Linked DNA regions of Gossypium hirsutum: region 2 is linked to region 1. The links are chromatin contacts, called in public Hi-C maps. All regions are on one chromosome and are shown on one strand. The core of a region is the stretch at or near the end of the contact, and the rest is flanking DNA. Distances in the headings are between cores, read along the strand shown.

Evidence for each region. Hi-C and Micro-C count contacts between places; a contact is called where the count stands out from the background.
Region 2: a Hi-C map of leaf shows a contact between it and region 1, with 2.1 times the contacts expected there. The contact joins the promoter of LOC121219503 here to the promoter of LOC107954889 in region 1. A contact is called at or near these places in 2 of 34 Hi-C or Micro-C datasets (both in leaf).

The regions. Positions count from the first base shown.
Region 1 is chrD07:47,586,192-47,591,484 of Gossypium_hirsutum_v2.1, reverse strand. LOC107954889 (major pollen allergen Lig v 1) reads left to right here and starts at 2,411. Exons shown (of 2, transcript XM_016890574.2): 1 at 2,411-3,182; 2 at 3,269-4,037. The coding sequence starts at 3,014. The coding sequence ends at 3,780. It overlaps LOC107954890 (AUGMIN subunit 5), which reads left to right. Exons shown (of 10, transcript XM_016890575.2): 8 at 268-463; 9 at 833-965; 10 at 2,034-2,377. The coding sequence ends at 2,162.
Region 2 is chrD07:47,758,841-47,763,930 of Gossypium_hirsutum_v2.1, reverse strand. LOC121219503 reads left to right here and starts at 1,851. Exons shown (of 2, transcript XM_041097773.1): 1 at 1,851-2,141; 2 at 3,314-3,751. The coding sequence starts at 2,029. The coding sequence ends at 3,533. TRNAI-AAU (transfer RNA isoleucine (anticodon AAU)) reads right to left here and starts at 1,905; the gene lies at 1,832-1,905.

The DNA.
Region 1 (5,293 bases), core at 1,162-3,661:
CGGTTGTGGTTTTGAATTGATTTGTTACAGTGCTGAGGGGTGTTTGATTGACAGTTGAGGTTGAATAAATTGCATTTTTGGTTTGTACCAAAAACAATAAGAACTTATTTGGTTATTACCCAAAGAGTTCTCCTTTCAAAATGCCTTCTAACACTTGGAAGTTCAATTTATTTGCTTGGTTGAGGATGTTTTGAATGATCTGAAGCCCTTTTAAATTTCTTTCTTTCAGTAAGAATTGTTTTCAATCTAATGACATTGTATGGTTAGGTTTGGAGGGTTCGGATGCTGGTTTGGCATCAGTGTTAGAGTCTCTGGAGTTCTGTTTGAAGCTTCGTGGTTCTGAGGCTAGTGTCCTGGAGGAATTGGCAAAGGCAATAAATTTGGTCCATATTCGACAGGATCTTGTTGAAAGTGGTCATGCACTATTGAACCATGCTTACCGTGCTCAACAAGAATATGCAAGGTAATGAATTACTGTTTCTGCCTACTTGGAAGTTACAATTATATAAAAGCAATCTGTTTATCTTTTTTTCCCTCTGATAATTTGTATAAGCAGATAGTGCTTCATCTAGAATTGATTTGCCTATTCTTTCTTCGGAATCATATGGTTGCTTTTATAGTTGCATTTGCTTTTCAAAGAAAAAAACAAAAGTGGACTTGGATACAAAAGAAAAAATTACTTTTAAATAATTAAAAATGAAAATCCAATTTTGGGTTAAATGTAGCAAACTATATGGGTTTACTTTCATATTACATCATAATTTGTGTTACATTTTAGTCATTTTGTCCTTTTGATTAATTATGATATGGTTTTTCTTGCCAAATGATGCAGGACAACAAATTATTGTTTGAATTTGGCAGCTGAGCAAGATAAGATTGTCATAGAGAAATGGCTACCTGAACTTAAAACTGCAATTTTGAATGCTCAGAAGTGCTTGGAGGACTGCAAATATGTCAGGGGTTTGGTAAGTAATGGTGTTATCGTTTTGCTGGTCATATCATTAGATCTCTTGCTACGTGTATGCATATTCTACTGTTTTCTTCTGTTTTATATTCAACCCATTCGAATATTAATCTTGTAAAAAGAAAGAAATGATTGGTTTTTCTGTAAGCAAGAGTGCGAGCTGGAGCTGTGAGTTGGAGTGAGGTTGGTTGCTGAGATAGACTGGTTGTTTGATTGCAGACTATGTTTCTGGCTGCAACTATGACCTATTTGTTTGTTTATTTATTTATTTCTGGTGATAAGAGAAGTGAGAATGGGAAAGGGGTTTGGGGATAGGGATGGCAAATTAACTCGAACCTGACGGGTTTTGACTGATTCGACCTGATAGGGGCTTTTTTCTTGAAAATTGGGTTTGGGGCGGGGTGGGATACCAAAATACCCTTTTTTAATTTTAATTAATTTTATATATTTTAGTTAGATTTTTTAAACTGAAATAAGATTATATGAATTTTAACTCTTTTTTTTTATATATTTTAGGTAGATATTTTTATTTTTATAAGATTGTATAATCTGTATTTTATTTAATCTTGTAAAAGTAATATAATATACAAAATTATTTAATACTTCGGGTTTGGTCGTGTTTGAGAGTAGGGGAATTTTAGTATTTTGGGATTGGGTTTGGGACCCTAAACCCTAAACTTGGGTATTAAATTTTTTAATAAGATCAGTTTGGAGACGGGAGGTTTAAAAATATGGTCAGAGTAGGGGTGAGCAAAAAACTACCCCATCATATCGCCATCTCTAGTTGGGGATTAAACTTGTTTATGTCAACATATAAGGTCTGTTATTTGAACTCACTATTTCGTTTAAAGTACCAGTGTTAAACATGTGTGCGACACAGACCTGGATATGGGTATAGGAGTATGATCTTCCATATATATGAAAAAATTTAGGAAAAAAAATTGAACATGTGTTGTACGCATACTTCTATCCGCTACTCATGTTTGAGTCTAGATATAACATAGGGTAAGACTATTGAAACATCAACATCTTATTATATTTGCCTTGGGATTGAACATTGTGGGTACAGCTGGACGAGTGGTGGGAGCAACCGGCATCAACTGTTGTAGATTGGGTCACAGTTGACAGACAAAATGTTGGAGCCTGGCATTCTCACGTGAAGCAACTTCTTGCATTTTATGATAAGGAAGTTTTGTGAACTGTTATTGTTAATTATTCATTCTCCTTTGTTCAATGGTTGGGTATCACTTTTTTTTTTTTTACACTAAAGCCCTGTATTTGTATGTAGTAGTATGGTTTGAATTTCCCAGAAGAAATGGCTGTAAAAACTTAAGCTACCTTTCTGTGTTGTAAAGAGATTTTTGCCAATTTGTTAAGTGATCATCTGCCAGAATATAGCTTGCTTTTCACCTATGATTCAGAAGTTTTCATTTTAATTTTGGTTGTCTTTTTCTTTCAAATAGTTCACATTTAATGATTTTGAGTAGATTATTTTGATTTTCTTTTGAAAGATACAAGCACTGGAATATTCCATATCTAAATTTACTTTGATTTTGGTTCGGATAATATTCGATTAAGCAAATTCCGGTTCAAATATTAAAAAAAATATAAATTTTCGGTTTGTTGTCTCCTAATTGCAAAAAGTAGTTTGAAATGTGATTCCATGAATACTGAGCTCATATTATTCATGGCATTGGCACATGATATCTACGGCTGCTGTAAGCAGCTCGTGAACAAGCAGGAACCAGTCCAACTATCCCATACTGTTGAATTTATAACATCAAATTCAAAGGAACCAATTCAATAAATTGTAACTATAATTCCCAGCCATCAAAGTTTTACTAGTTTCTAAATCATACATTCATTCCTTTTGAGCTGTTTTGGAGGTGGAAGAAATTAAACCTGAATGCATTGCTTCCACTTTACAGTTCACTGGTTTTTGCATGAACGATATAAAGAAGGTTGATAGGCTACACTATAAAAGTTTATCAAAGTTCAGGGTATTAAATCAGAACCCCAAAAAGAGAGTTATTTGAAGAGATTAGAAGGATGAAAATGAGTTGGTTTTCCTTAGTACCGCTGCTGCTTAGTTTAGCAATCAATAATCTCTCAGAGGCTAGCCATGGACATAAGCTACGTTCTGCTGTTGCTTCTGGAACTGTATACTGTGACATTTGTTTCCAACAAGATTTCTCAAAGGCCCATCACTTTATTTCAGGTCTGCTGTTTTCACTACTAGTGATTTTCATCTGTTATAGGCTAACATTTTAATATGTTTCCTTGGTTGAAATTTTGTTTCTGCAGGTGCATCAGTTGCAGTGGAATGTAAAGATGGGGATTCGAGGCCGAGTTTTCGACAAGTTGCGAAAACCAACGAGCAGGGAGAATTCAAAGTTCGTTTGCCATTCTCAGTTACCAAACATGTGAAGAAAGTCAAGGGATGTTCAGTGAAACTTGTGAGAAGCAGTGAGCCATACTGTGCAGTGGCCTCATCTTCAACATCATCATCACTCCATCTCAAGTCAACAAAGCAAGGAACTAAGGTTTTCTCAGCTGGGTTTCTGAGTTTCAAGCCATTGAAACTGCCAAATCTATGCAACAAAAAACCAAGTGTTGTTGCAGACTCTAAGGAATACAACACCCCACACACCTTGGATTTTGAGCAACCAAACTATCCCATATTTCCACCTCCGCTTGAAGACCCTGCAACACCACGGCCAAGCCCACTGCTTCCCAATCTCCCACCATTACCTCAACTCCCCCCTCTGCCACCCCTTCCAGGGCTCCCTTTTCCACCCATTCCTGGAAGGAATTAGACAACTAATTCTCTGATATTAATTAATGGGTATAAAATGGCTATTGAAATCACTTCTTACTTTCTGTCCTACTCCTATATGATATTAGTTCACTAGTTTTCATGTAATACTCTATTTCCATTCCCTTTGTCTACCAGTTGAAAGTTAAAGTGGTCTAAGCATTCAATGGAGAATCTTGATCTGAATAATGTAATGGGAGTTTTATATTTCAGAATTTCATGTATTAATAATAGACACCTGAAAAAAAATATTTACCACATATTTTTTAAAATAGTACATAAAATAAAAAATATTTAGTTCAAATTTAAACATGTAGTTAGAAATATGGGTAAAAATTCGTATAAAAATAAACCTTTTCAAAACAAACAAAAAAATTTTCATTTTTTTTGCCACAAACAAATTATGTAAGTGAATAAAAATTACCAATTATAATTAATCTATAACTAAGAAGCATGCGATTAGTTTATACTCCAATCAACCATTAAACAAATACTATGCCTTATTTTAATTCATCATAAAGCATGCCACCCTTCTCTATATCTCTATTATTATTTTTTGGATAGAAACCTTGGAATCATTTCTTCAAGTTGTTCCATGAACGGAAGAAAACAATTATGAGATATTGTTGGAAATATTATTATGGGTTTTTTACAAAATTGCTCTTTTTTTTTTACCGTTTTGTCATTCTGTTACTAGTTTAAATAGATGGTTAATTTTCTCTTTTTTCGCACCCAACAGATACACAACCTTCTCTGAAAAACATTTTTCTCTTTTGCTTTCTATTCGCGATTTCTTTATAAAATTTGTCGATTTTTCCCAAATTACTTTTAGAGAAAATTCTATAAAGAGGGGGCGAGTATGACACTAACTGCCTTAAAGAGGCTTGTGAGAAAGATGAAATTATATATGAATTTTGAGCTCCCTATTTTCTACAACAAATTGACATAGCTGAAATGAAAAACAAAAATCTAAAAGAAATGATGAATAATTTACTACTTAGTTCTGGTTTACCTGATCACATGTGGGTGGAGGTCGTACTCTCTGCGAATCACATCCTTAATAGAGTGCCTCATAAAAAATTAGATTGTATCCCATACGAATTGTGAAAGGTTATGCCCTTAATAAAAAAATACTTGAAAGCGTGGGGGTGCCTAGCAAAAGTAGGCATACCTATTTCTAAACAGAACACTATTGGGTCTAAAACTATTGATGTTATTTTTTGTTGGTTATGCTTTGAACAGTGCTCCACATAGATTTATGTCTTTGCATGATTATTCCATATGTGAATCTAGAGATGCTTTCTTCTTTGGAAATATTGTTCCTTTAAAGAAATTTGATGTAAATCATGATATACAATTAGGTGAGCATGTTTTTTCTTCTAGTACACATAATAGAGATATTCTTAATGATGATGTGGAACCTAGGATAAGTAAAAGACAAAGGACTGCCACTAGTTTCAGACATGATTTTCTTACTTCTTTTATAACTGAGGTTAATGATTTAGACTTAATAA
Region 2 (5,090 bases), core at 602-3,101, 170 kb before region 1:
GACATCATATAGGGCCGAACAGGCCTAAGTTTCAATACGTAAAAGTATACGGATAAGCTTAGAAGGTATGTTAGGTATGAAATGTTACCATTAAATCATGTGCTATGTTATGATTTGTATGAAAATATGTAAGTATACATGCCATATGATTTATGATATATGTAAGTAAGATATATGATTATGGTTTTGTTTGTGTTTTGAGGTGGGTTATGATATGATGAAGTGCTATATACTGCAATTATGGCAGCTAGACCGCATATTTATGTATAGCAGCTCAGCTGCAATTATATGAGTGGCACACCACCACCTATTGGTGTGATTGGATGGATGGACTCTAGTAGTCCTATATGATGTGATTGGTTGGATAGAGATGGTGTGTAGTGGATGGGGGTAGGATATGATATGTTATGATATGTTACGCTATGTTACGAAATGATATGATATGATACAATATGTTATGTTTTAATAAGATATATTTTGATATGAAATCTGATATGCTGTGAGACAAATTGATGATTATGATTACCTATATTGAAATTATGGGCCAAATTACACACTGGGCTTAAAGCTCACGCCTAAGTTCTTTCAAAATTATACAATCATTTCTTTTGCTAGTACGATGTAACCTCCGTGATCCGACCATAAAGTCTAGGCCGGGTATGGGGTGTTACAGATTAACCCTTTCAAATTTTATGGTTGTCCTTCTCAACAGCACTATCTTCAAGGTTCAAATATGGTTTTTTTTAATTTAATATATATTATCATTATACCTAACTTGGTCACCTAACCCGAGCTATAAGGTATTACAACTGTTAAATATCACTATCATTCAAAGATTCGACATAAATAATCAATAAATCTATTAAATGACATTAATACAAGTATAATGAGATTTACAATCAAAACCAGACATTAATCGAGCATTCAAAACTCTTAAAGTAACTCAGAATCAAATCAAGACTGATTTGAAACTTAAAAAAAAAAATTGAAGTAAAATGAAAACAGGTTCCCATTTGCTATCATATCTTAGCATGTGACTTTTTGTAGTTTTATTATATTTGTGAACATCTAATATATTATATTTTATGTTAATGTAATAGTAAGAGATTCTTTTAAATGAATATTTTGGTTGACATTAAATGTTGTGTTTAATTTTTTAACTCTCTATCCATTTCCCTTATAAAAGAAACTTATATATTTTATAAGAAAAATTATTTATCAACAAATTTATATTTAGCATGTAAAGTTTGTTTTATATACAAATCATATCAAGTTATATATATTTTTTATTTTTAATATCAATAAAATCTTAAAATTATGAAAATAAGGAAGTTTAATATAAGATTTAATCCTTTTTAATTAATCAAATTTATTGTTTATTTCATAAGAATAAATTTATTTATTCATTTAAGGATAGTAAAAATTATAAGTTTGAAAATATAAAATTTTAATATAAACATTAATTCTTTATTTATTATCACATAAATTTACAAAAAAAATGTTTTAAAAAATTAAAATTATAATATTTTAATAAAATTAAAGTTTAGATAAATATTATTAATAGAAAAAAATGAAATTTTAAAAATTTTATGAAATAGTAATAAAAATAAAATGATATATTAAAATTAAAATTTTTATTTATTTAAAATTAATTTATCTAAAACATATATGATTAGAATTAAAAGTATGAGGTAAATTTTATTTATAATAAAATAATTTACCAATGAAAATTAGAAGTTTTGAACAATTAGATGGGCTTTCGGCTAGAAATCAATAACCAAAAGTTCAGAACTTATTGGCCCAAGCACACTAAATAAAAAAAGATAAAAATTGGCCCATGCAGGTCTCGAACCTGCGACCTTCGCGTTATTAGCACGACGCTCTAACCAGCTGAGCTAATAGGCCTCCGACGATCAATAAAATAGTTAATAGTATTTTTTTAAAAAAAGGAAGGACATTTCAAAACTGCAGGGTGACCGATTGAATCGATAAGGTTTAAGATATCTGAACAGAAGAAACGTACGAATAATGGAACACATAACAGCAAGCGAAGTTGCAGGCTTTGGAGTTGGCACTTTGTTACTATGTGCTACAATTGCTGCCCCCAAAGTTGATGCTTTCATTTCTGCTTCTCAGAGAAGGTAATTGCAACTTTTTTAAACCCATTTCTTTTTGCTGTGTTTCCAAGTTTGAATCATTTTTTTTCTTTTTCTTTTTTGAGTTTGTGAGTAAAACTCAGTTTTTTTTTTACAAGTTTTGAAACTTCGAAAAAGTTAACATTTTTGTTACTGGGTATGAGTAAAATTTGGTAATTTGATTGTTAGTTTGGTTGATGAATTCTCAGTTGTGATACCTTAAGTTATTTTGATTTAGCTGTTGTTGTTGTTCACTTTGTTGGTTTACACTTGGATGTCCTTTGGACATTAGGAAAGCTATCATTGTACTTTAATTCAATTTAAAATTGCAATGCCTTGTATATTAGGATTGATTTTAATTGTGGGGTTATTTTGATTCTTTATAAAATGATTGCCATATCTTCATGTTTGATTTCTGTTCTTTGTGATTGATTCTATCTCAAACAAATGCACTGCCTTACCTAGAGTTATGTGAAAATATCTCCCCATCCACAAAATTCTTGTGGTGTAAGCTATTCTTAGGTAACAAAAGAAAATGGCATCTGTGTGGAGTTGTTGACCAATGTCTTTTATTGTCTTTTACTCATGTTGTACTAGGATTTATCCTAGTTGGTTCATGCGGTAACTTTGAAGAGGTAATGTTTAGCAGGTTTAGAGGTCAAATTCTGAAATCCGCAATACCTTCCCCTATCTCCAAGTTATGATCTCCTTTGGAACAAAAAAAGGAAATGGCCCTGAAGTACTAGACTAAATTTAAGTATAATGCTTTTGGAATCATCAGCTTGGCTTTCCTCTTTGTGATGTAGTTATCTTGCTGTAGTACTTATAGTTCACTTATTTTAGGAAAACTTGGATGCCTAGAATGGAATGCATATAAAGGTTGCCTTTTTGGTTTTTTTGAGGATAAACTTAAGGATTAAGCTAGGAATGGCTTAGGGCAAAAAGGGGTGAAGGTCTAGAATCATTGTCAAGTGAATGAATTAAGTCTATCTCTTTCTAAACCAAGTTGCACATCAACTTTATTGTATTAAGGTAGGTAATATGTCTTATCCAATATCATGAGGTTCCCAACTTTTATTCAACTTTGCTAGGAAAAAGAGAACTGCCAGGATATATTTCATTGACTGATGTGATCTACACGGTTGCACAAGCTGATATTTAACTTTGTAAACTTGCAGTTCATTGGGCTTGTGCAAGAGATGTGGTGATCTACGGATGATAGCATGCTCAAGATGCAGAGGAACTGGATTAATCAAAGCAAATGGGTCATTCAGTTTCAACCTAATTGATAGTCTGTATCAGTCTGAGGAGATTAAGGTAAAATCTGTTGGATGTACAAAATGTCAAGCTAGGGGTCACTTCAGTTGTCCTGATTGCTCTAATACATCTACTAGTTGATTCTCGATCATGCCATGGAAGACATTTTTACTCTTATGCTCGTGTTTTTAAGATATGATCATTAGCTGTCTTCCTAAAGCCATTGTATTTAGAACTTTTTTGGTCCTAATACACTGGATTTTGTAAATCCACTTATAGGAGGTGGAGATTTGTGACAGTGACCTCAACTTGTACTGGTGCTATTTATCAATCACATAGTTATAATGATGTCTTATGAATCCTGCTGCTTTTATATGGATATGTGTTAAGACATTGGTGTCAGAGTTGGATGTCATATATGGATATGCCCGACACAGGCACGTCCGATTTTTTTCTATGTTTCCATATATTTAGAGGGTCATGCTTCTATACTTATGTCCAAAAATATGTTAAACCCTGTTGTTGGGCACAAATATTTTAAGGACACCGAAGAGCCTGAGGCTTGAATGCACTTGTAGGTGTAGATTTGTGAAAGTGGCTTTTATTTATGTGTTTCATTATTTATACCAATGTTATGATGAATGTCTTATATTTCCTGGTGGCAATGTTTAAGGATTGTGACAGACAAGGAAAGCTTGTTTAATTGTATTCAAGTCCACTAAAGTAAAGCTGCGGAACCATTCCTTTTTGCTTAATGCCTTCTCCATCTGCTAACCTCTGGAATTGATAATTAACCATTTTCTGCTATATATATATATATTACTATTTTCTTGCTTGGCACCATTTCTAAGCATGCTATGACTAGTTCACCATCAGAGTATAGAAACTTGAAATTCTTAACGTGTAAATAAATAATGTTTTGTCATGCATACTGCACCTTGCTAGGGTATAATCGAGCCAAGCTCAAGTTCAACTTGAAATTCAAGGCTTAAAGCATTGCACTAGTTTGATCAAGTTTTAATGATAGAAGTTCATGTTCAACAATAATTTAATTGAATTCGAGTTTTTTTTTTAGTTGAATCTGAGTAGCTAGCAAGTAGTGTCTCATTTACACACTAGTACTCTTTTAAAACCTCTTGCCAATACCTAAACCAAACTCAAAGTTTTTCTTCTTTTTTTCCGTAGTCAAATTTGTATTCACTACTAGTGCTCTTTGAATATACTTTTTGGTAGATACGGAGACTGATTCATCCTTAATGGGTTCTAGCCCTCTTCAATGCCATAAATCCCATCTCAAGATTCAAACGAACTTTCAAATCTTAATCTCCTGGTATAATCATTTTAGGATACATACTTTTCAAACTGAACAGCCTCATGGATCAAACCACAAGGGAGCTGCTGCTTTATTTACTGCTTGAAGTTAGTTTTTTTTTTTTTAAGAAATTAGTCAAATGTTGTCTGTTTCCTCTGAATAAGCAGGGAACAAAAATGGGGTTTTCTTTGCTTATCCTATTGCATATGTAAGCACATTACCAATTATTCTAACACATGCTTAGCTTGCACTGTTTCTTCAGTTCAAGTTTTCTGTCTGATGCACTGAGATCCTTGCCTGTACCACTAACTTTGCCTATGGCAAGAACCCCCCCCCCCCCGCCCTTTTTTTTTGTGTGTGTGTGGTAAAGAAAATTCAGATATAAT